Linked DNA regions of Mus musculus: region 1 is linked to region 2. The links are chromatin contacts, called in public promoter capture Hi-C maps. All regions are on one chromosome and are shown on one strand. Each heading gives the region's core, a stretch centred on a gene start, on an enhancer-like site or on the middle of the called end of the contact. The rest is flanking DNA. Distances are from core to core; before and after follow the strand shown. Region 1 has its middle 19 kb from the start of Gm38407. Region 2 holds the start of Laptm4a (lysosomal-associated protein transmembrane 4A).

The links. Promoter capture Hi-C pulls out the DNA fragments that hold promoters and counts their contacts.
Region 1: a contact with region 2 is called in a promoter capture Hi-C map of cranial neural crest. The contact joins the enhancer-like site here to the promoter of Laptm4a in region 2. A contact is called at or near these places in 4 of 39 promoter capture datasets (cranial neural crest, hippocampal neurons, macrophages and 1 more) and 1 of 115 datasets of contacts at active chromatin or transcription factors (astrocytes).

The regions. Positions count from the first base shown.
Region 1 is chr12:10,425,331-10,428,481 of GRCm38.p6, forward strand. No RefSeq gene overlaps it. Among named protein-coding and RNA genes, the nearest start is that of Gm38407, 19 kb to the right of the region's middle. Within about 2 kb of position 1,296, at least 8 of the 459 cell types and tissues checked have an H3K27ac peak or open chromatin away from gene starts, as enhancers often do.
Region 2 is chr12:8,919,480-8,922,706 of GRCm38.p6, forward strand. It overlaps Laptm4a (lysosomal-associated protein transmembrane 4A), which reads left to right and starts at 1,828. Exons shown (of 7, transcript NM_008640.2): 1 at 1,828-2,815. The coding sequence starts at 2,480.

The DNA of each region.
Region 1 (3,151 bases), core at 46-2,545, 1.5 Mb after region 2:
TTGGAATTTACCTTGTGTATCTATCATAGATAAGGTGACAGAAGAAAATACACTTCACAGACTTATTGGAGCAGCAGCAGGATAAACCATTTAGAGCCTAGGTTCTGTATCTATGGGGGTTTGCCTCATATATTAAGCTCTGTGTCTTTGGACTACTTTTCTTATGGCTGTGATGAAAACATCTGGCCTAAGCACTTTAAAGGAAGAACAATTTATTCTGGTTCACAGTTCCAGGACCCAGTCTACCACAGCAGAAGACTGAAGCAGCTGGTCACATTGTGTCCATCATCAGGAAGCAGAGGGGGACTGACTTGCTCTCACTGGTGTTTGATCCAGGACCCCTTATAATGGAACGAGGCCATGTATGTCTAAAGTAGGTCTTGCCACCCTAATTCACCCAGTCTAGAACATCTCTTACAGGAATAATGCCCAAAAGCTTGCCTCCTCATTGGTTTTCGGTCCTGTCAGGTTGACAGTATGAAGCAACCATTTCAGCATCCATAGTGACTATATCAGCTGCCTTCATTCACAGAGCTTGAATTGGAACAAAAGAAGGCGTGGGTAAAGCATGGAATTAATTAAACCAATAGGGCTGAGGTGATCAGGGAAACAGGGATGGTAGAGATGAAAAGAAACACAAAGGGTGAGTTTACAGGGACACATCAGGCAAAAACATGAAGGACATGAACCGGTAGCTCAACCAGAGGAGAAGCTGTTTGCTTCCTTTTCCACCTGTGGCACTGGGTGTAGGAGCTGCGTGGCCAAGGCTCTAATCTCAGCTTGGTGCTCCCTAGTGATGAGCCATGGATCAGGTTACTTTATCTCAGCAGCATACAAATGTAAGCATGGATAGGGTACTGTGTAAAGTCACTCAGTCAAGCTTGGCACAGTGTAAAACTCTGGAGATTAGCCATGTCAATATTTATTTAGATGCAGAAGACCTGAATTCAAGCCTAACTCTGTGCTTTCTCGGCTTTATGAGCCTGGACATTTCTGAGACATCTCCGAAGGGAAGTTAATGATCCTTGACTAAGGTCCAGCATTGTTTGTAGAGTCTGACATCACAGATGTGCAACTGTCCATGCATTTTAAATTGTTGTGCAGATATACAAGATTCTCATTGTTACGAAACAAATAATCTTAAGGAGGCCCTATCCAGTTTCTGGATAAACTGACAGAAAATGAATATATTTCATAGATTTGGCTGAGTTGGAGCAGCAGCCAACTGAGCTATTCAGAGACCAGGGTCTGAAGAGACAAAGGATTCCATATGGAAAGTCTCACATAGGACCTCTTGCTCTTTTGTACCAGTTAAGTGGGCTGCTGGTGGTTCCCGAGACCTCTAAACACCACCTGGAACACATTTCCTTTCACTGACTCTGCTTTGTCAGTTAGGACCCAGCATTATTTAGCAGAAAACGAAGGTCATGCGAGAGGGCAGACTGCAGAGAGGACTTCCAGGACTTACAGCCAGCTAAGCATATGTAGCATCCCACCAATTTCCTGGCATGGCACTCTAAGTGGACGGAACTAGAGGCACATTAGTAACAAAATAGCTGGTTTTGTATTGTTTTAGCCTGTTAGTTATTTCATATTTGAGTATGTACAAGTGCAGGAAGTTATATGTGATTTCATATGGAGTAAGGGTACGCATATGCTGTGTGTGTGTGTGTGTGTGTGTGTGTGTGTGTGTGTGTGCGCGCGCGCGTGCGCGCAAGCGCAAAGTTGAAGTAAAGCTTTAGATGTCGGTACTCAGCTTCTACCATATTAGAGATAGTTGGGGGTTTTGTTTGTTGGTTGATTTTGGGTTGGTTTTTGTTTGTTTGTTTGTTTGTTTGTTGTTTTTCCTATTTGGTTGATTCCTGCAAGTACCAGGGCATCTGGCCTGCTAGTTTCTGAAGATTTTTCTGGTCTGATCCCCTTATCTCCCTGCAGAAGCACTGGGCTAATAGGCACACACTACTCCACCAACCCTTTATACAGGTCCTCATGACTGTACAGAAAATGCTTATCTAACTGAGCTATCCTCACAACTATGGCTTTGTAACAGGGTCCCACTCCATGATACAGGCTGCACCTTGAACAATTTATCCTCCTGCCTCAGCCTCCTGAGCACTGGGATTATAGGGATGTTCCACCACACCTGGCTTATACATATCTAATGCTTTTTTATCTTTTTGAATTATTTAAGATGAGGTTAAATATTATGAATCCCATCTGCCCCAAGTACTTTGCTCAGCACAGCTGCAAATGCATCATCTTATTTAATCTTCAAGATGTCAATAGGAGGCTGGCATTGCTGTCTGCACTTCACAAATGAAGAAACGAGTCTAGAGTAGCCTTGCAGCCCCACAGAGGTCACAAACTCCACGCTCATTCCATTCTGCACAAAGAGGAAATGAAGCTCAGAGAGTTTGGAGAACTTGTTCTGGGATATTATGGCTGATAGAATGGGAGACAGATATGAAAGGGGGGAGATCTGAATCCAGGATGATCAAGCCTTTCATCTTGATGTCTTCCAGACAGCATGAGCTGTGTGCTATGCAAGACAGGCTTCCTCATCCTTCAGCTGTTGTCACTACTGTGATACCTGAGTTAATTGGCTAGCCGACATTCACCAGTGAAGCTGTGTACTTTACCTGCCATAACTCAGACTCAAGCTAACAAGAACTCATCTAGGAAAGCTGGAAAGATGAGTTTATGGCAAACATGCAACCATAAACAAGCAATATAGGGCTCTAAATGCCAACTGTCTGTCCTTTGGCCTCTGTGGTGTTTGTCATCTCTGCAGAGAAGCATCATCTCATCTTCATGGTCTTTGGTTTTTGTTTTTGTTTGTTTTGGGGTTTTGTTTGTTTGTTTTACTTTTCATCTGAGCCTCTGTTTGAGGCTTTGTATGACCTCTCTAATCTAGAATAGCTTCTGCATCCATTTTTCTTTTTCTTTTTTTATTGGGTATTTACTTTATTACATTTCAAATGCTGTCCCCTTTCCTGGTTTCCCCTCAGAAAAATCTCTATCCCCTCACTCCTCACCCTGCTCACCCACCCATTCACACCTGGTTCCTGGCCCTGGCATTCCCCTGCACCGGGGCATAGAGCCTTTACAGGACCAAGTGCCTCTCTTCCCACTGATGTCTGACTAGGCCATC
Region 2 (3,227 bases), core at 578-3,077:
TAAGGGGGCTTGAGAAGGTAGGCTTATACAACCTATGCATGGCTGTGACAAAATATGATTGTCAGAATAAAGGGGATGAGGTGATCAATAGATTCCCAGGAGTATCAAGTAAGAAAAAGGTCAGGTATGGCAAAGCTCAACCATGAGAGGCTTTTAGGGTTATAAGGCTAGGTTTAACAGCAACAGCATGGGGAGAGGGCAGATCGAAGGGAAAAGTGAGAAAGGCAGGCACCAAGCATAAATATTTTTTTGAACAAGAAATAAGATTGTAAGTGTTGGAGAAGTAGCTCGGTACAGTTTACCTAGCATGCACAAACCCTGGATTTGTGACAGACGTAGGTAGGGGATCAGGAGACAGAAGCAAGGGGGTCAGAAACTGAAGAGCATCCTAAGCTACATAGTGAGCTGGAGGCTAGGTTGCGATCATGTCATAAAACAAAAATAGAAAGGAAAAGAGAAAGAACGGGGAAGGGAAATTGAGACTATGAATTAAAGAGGGGCTGGGAAGATAACTCAGTGGTTAAGAACACTTGAGGACCTGGGTTTGGTTCCGAGTACCAACATGGAGGCTTACAACCAGTCGTAACAACAGTTCCTGAGAATCCAACACCCTTTTCTGGCCTCCAGTGGGCACTTTACCCACTGAGCCATCTCCTTATGCCCAGTCCATGTTCTTAACAGACATATATAGTATATTTTCATTAATAAACTTCTAGCATTGTCTACTGGCTTCAATTATGGTAGGCAAAACACTCATATACATAAAACACAGTCTTCTAAAAAACCAAGTGTTTTCTGCTCTTTCAGATGCCTAGAGTTCAGTTCCCAGGACCCACATCAGGCAGCCTGCAATTTCAGCTCCAGGGGGATCTTATGTCTGCTTCTGGCTTCCTCTAGCGACTGCTACACATGTAGCGTTTTTTCACTCACACACATATTCTAGGAACCTTAAAGACCCACAAATCCTGCATCCCCCTCATTTGCTTCCTCATACACTAGGCTAGCTGGCCAGAGAGCTTGCAGGGATGTCTCCTCACTCAAGACATCTGTCTGGCTGTAACAGCTGGGTTTTACAGAAAGGTAAAGCCACAGCGTCTGGTTTTCCATGAATCCTCACGATTGCTTTGCAAGCACTTTACCCACTTACCACCTCTTCATATATACTATATTTTCATTAATAAAATTCTAGCATTGTCTACTGGCTTAAATTATGGTAAAGGCATGGATTTTGTCCTGACATCTCTTCCCTTCCTCTTTCCAAAATACTTTTGAGGTTCTTTGAAATTATTCAGTGTTTATTTGATTATGCCTATTATCCACAGCTGCACACTATGGTACAGTTTCATTCCTTCTCAAGGTAGCTACAAGCCTTGTTTGTTTGTTTGTTTGTTTTTGAGACAGGGTTTCTCTGCATAGCCCAGGCTGGCCTTGAACTCAGAAATCCACCTGCCTCTGCCTCCCAAGTGCTGGGATTAAAGGCGTGCGCCACCACAGCCCGGCTGATAGCCACAAATCTTAAAACAAATACAAAATAAATTCAGTCAAAAACTTGACTCAGTTAATGAGGATCATAAGATGTTAGAAGGAACTATAGAGTGAATATAAAGCACCCATTGTTGAAGTAAAAATGATAACTGAATCACCCAACTTATGTCAAATGGCTTTCTCTGAGAAGAGGTATGAGTCAGTGAGTCTCGTGTAACATGCTGTAGAAATGTCCAGCATCCCACAGAAAGTTGAGGCTCACTCTGGCATCAGAGCATGCAGAAAAGTGTGGCTTGTTTCTCACTTAAGACACACTCTCTCATTCTCTATTTTTTTTTTTTTTTTTTGCTTGTTTTTCTGGCCTATTTCAATGTCCTTCACAATCTTTCTCTTCAAGAAGAAAAAAAAAATCACTATTATCTGTATAAACTCAACAGCTAAGCGGTTTCTCCACTTTATCATGCTGTCATTTTCCTTAATCCCTTGGCCTTTGGCAGAGTCCAGTGGTATTTATTGGCTCCCTCTAAGTAGGCTTCAGAGAGATGGGGGAAGGACAGAAATCCAATCCTTTAGCCTACTTGCGAGCCCTCCTTTCTGGTCTGAGCCTAGAGGGCCACGCCAGAATGGTAGCCACGCCCCTTCCCGCAGGCACGCCCCGACAGGCCCAACAATAGAGCACGAATACGTCACGTGGGCCTCGCAGTGACAAAGACAACGTGGCGAAAGACAGCGCCAAAAATCTCCGTGCCCGCTGTCTGCCACCAACTCCGTCTTGTTTCACCCTTCTCCTCCTTGCGGAGCTCGTCTGGGAGACGGTGAATTACCGAGTTACCCTCAATTCCTACAGCCCCCGACAGCGAGCCCAGCCACGCGCACCGCGGTCAAACAGCGCCGGAGAGAGTTGAACTTTTGATTGGGCGTGATCTGTTTCAATCTCCACATCTTCTCCAATCAGAAGCCAGGTAGCCCGGCCTTCCGCTCTTCGTTGGTCTGTATGTGGCAGAAGGCGGAGGGAGAGATTCCGAGCCGACGTCCCGCGAGAGCGGCGCCGGGCGCCCAGAGCGCAGGCGCACAGGAGTTGGCAAGGGCCCGGGCCGAGGGCGGGCCAGAAGACGCGTCCTTTGGCTGTGGACACCGTCGTAGAGTCGTCTGGGTTGAACCGCTGGGCCGAAAGCTTTTGTCAGGGGCCTGGGCGAGAACGAGGCCCGCGAGGTTCCGGATGGTGTCCATGACTTTCAAACGGAGCCGCAGCGACCGGTTCTACAGCACCCGGTGCTGCGGCTGTTGCCATGTCCGCACCGGGACGATCATCCTGGGGACCTGGTACATGGTAAGGGCTGGCTGGCAGGGCCGCTCCACCAGGCCAGTGCGCCTGCGCGACAAGTGGGCCTGGTGGGCAGGGGGCGGGGACGTGAAAGTTGTTGGGGCGCTACTTTTCGGGGTGCTTTTAACTGTGAACTGAGGCTTTACGAGATGGGGCTCCCCAGGATTTGGGAGGGGATGGGAATAGGATCGTCATTTCGGGTTCGGGAAGTGCGCAACCCTCATCCCGCCCCACCCCCCCATCGAAACAATTATTGTCCCGCAGTTATGCAGCCAGTTCGGACGTTTTGTCCGAATCGAAAGCGAAATCCAGTTCGGGTGCCTCCTGCAGTTTTTGTTGAGGCGTTCGGTGATGTAGCCAGAGGTCTCTGTTTTGAGTCTAGACGTTAGCCAGAATTTACAGTGGGTCAGATTTTCCT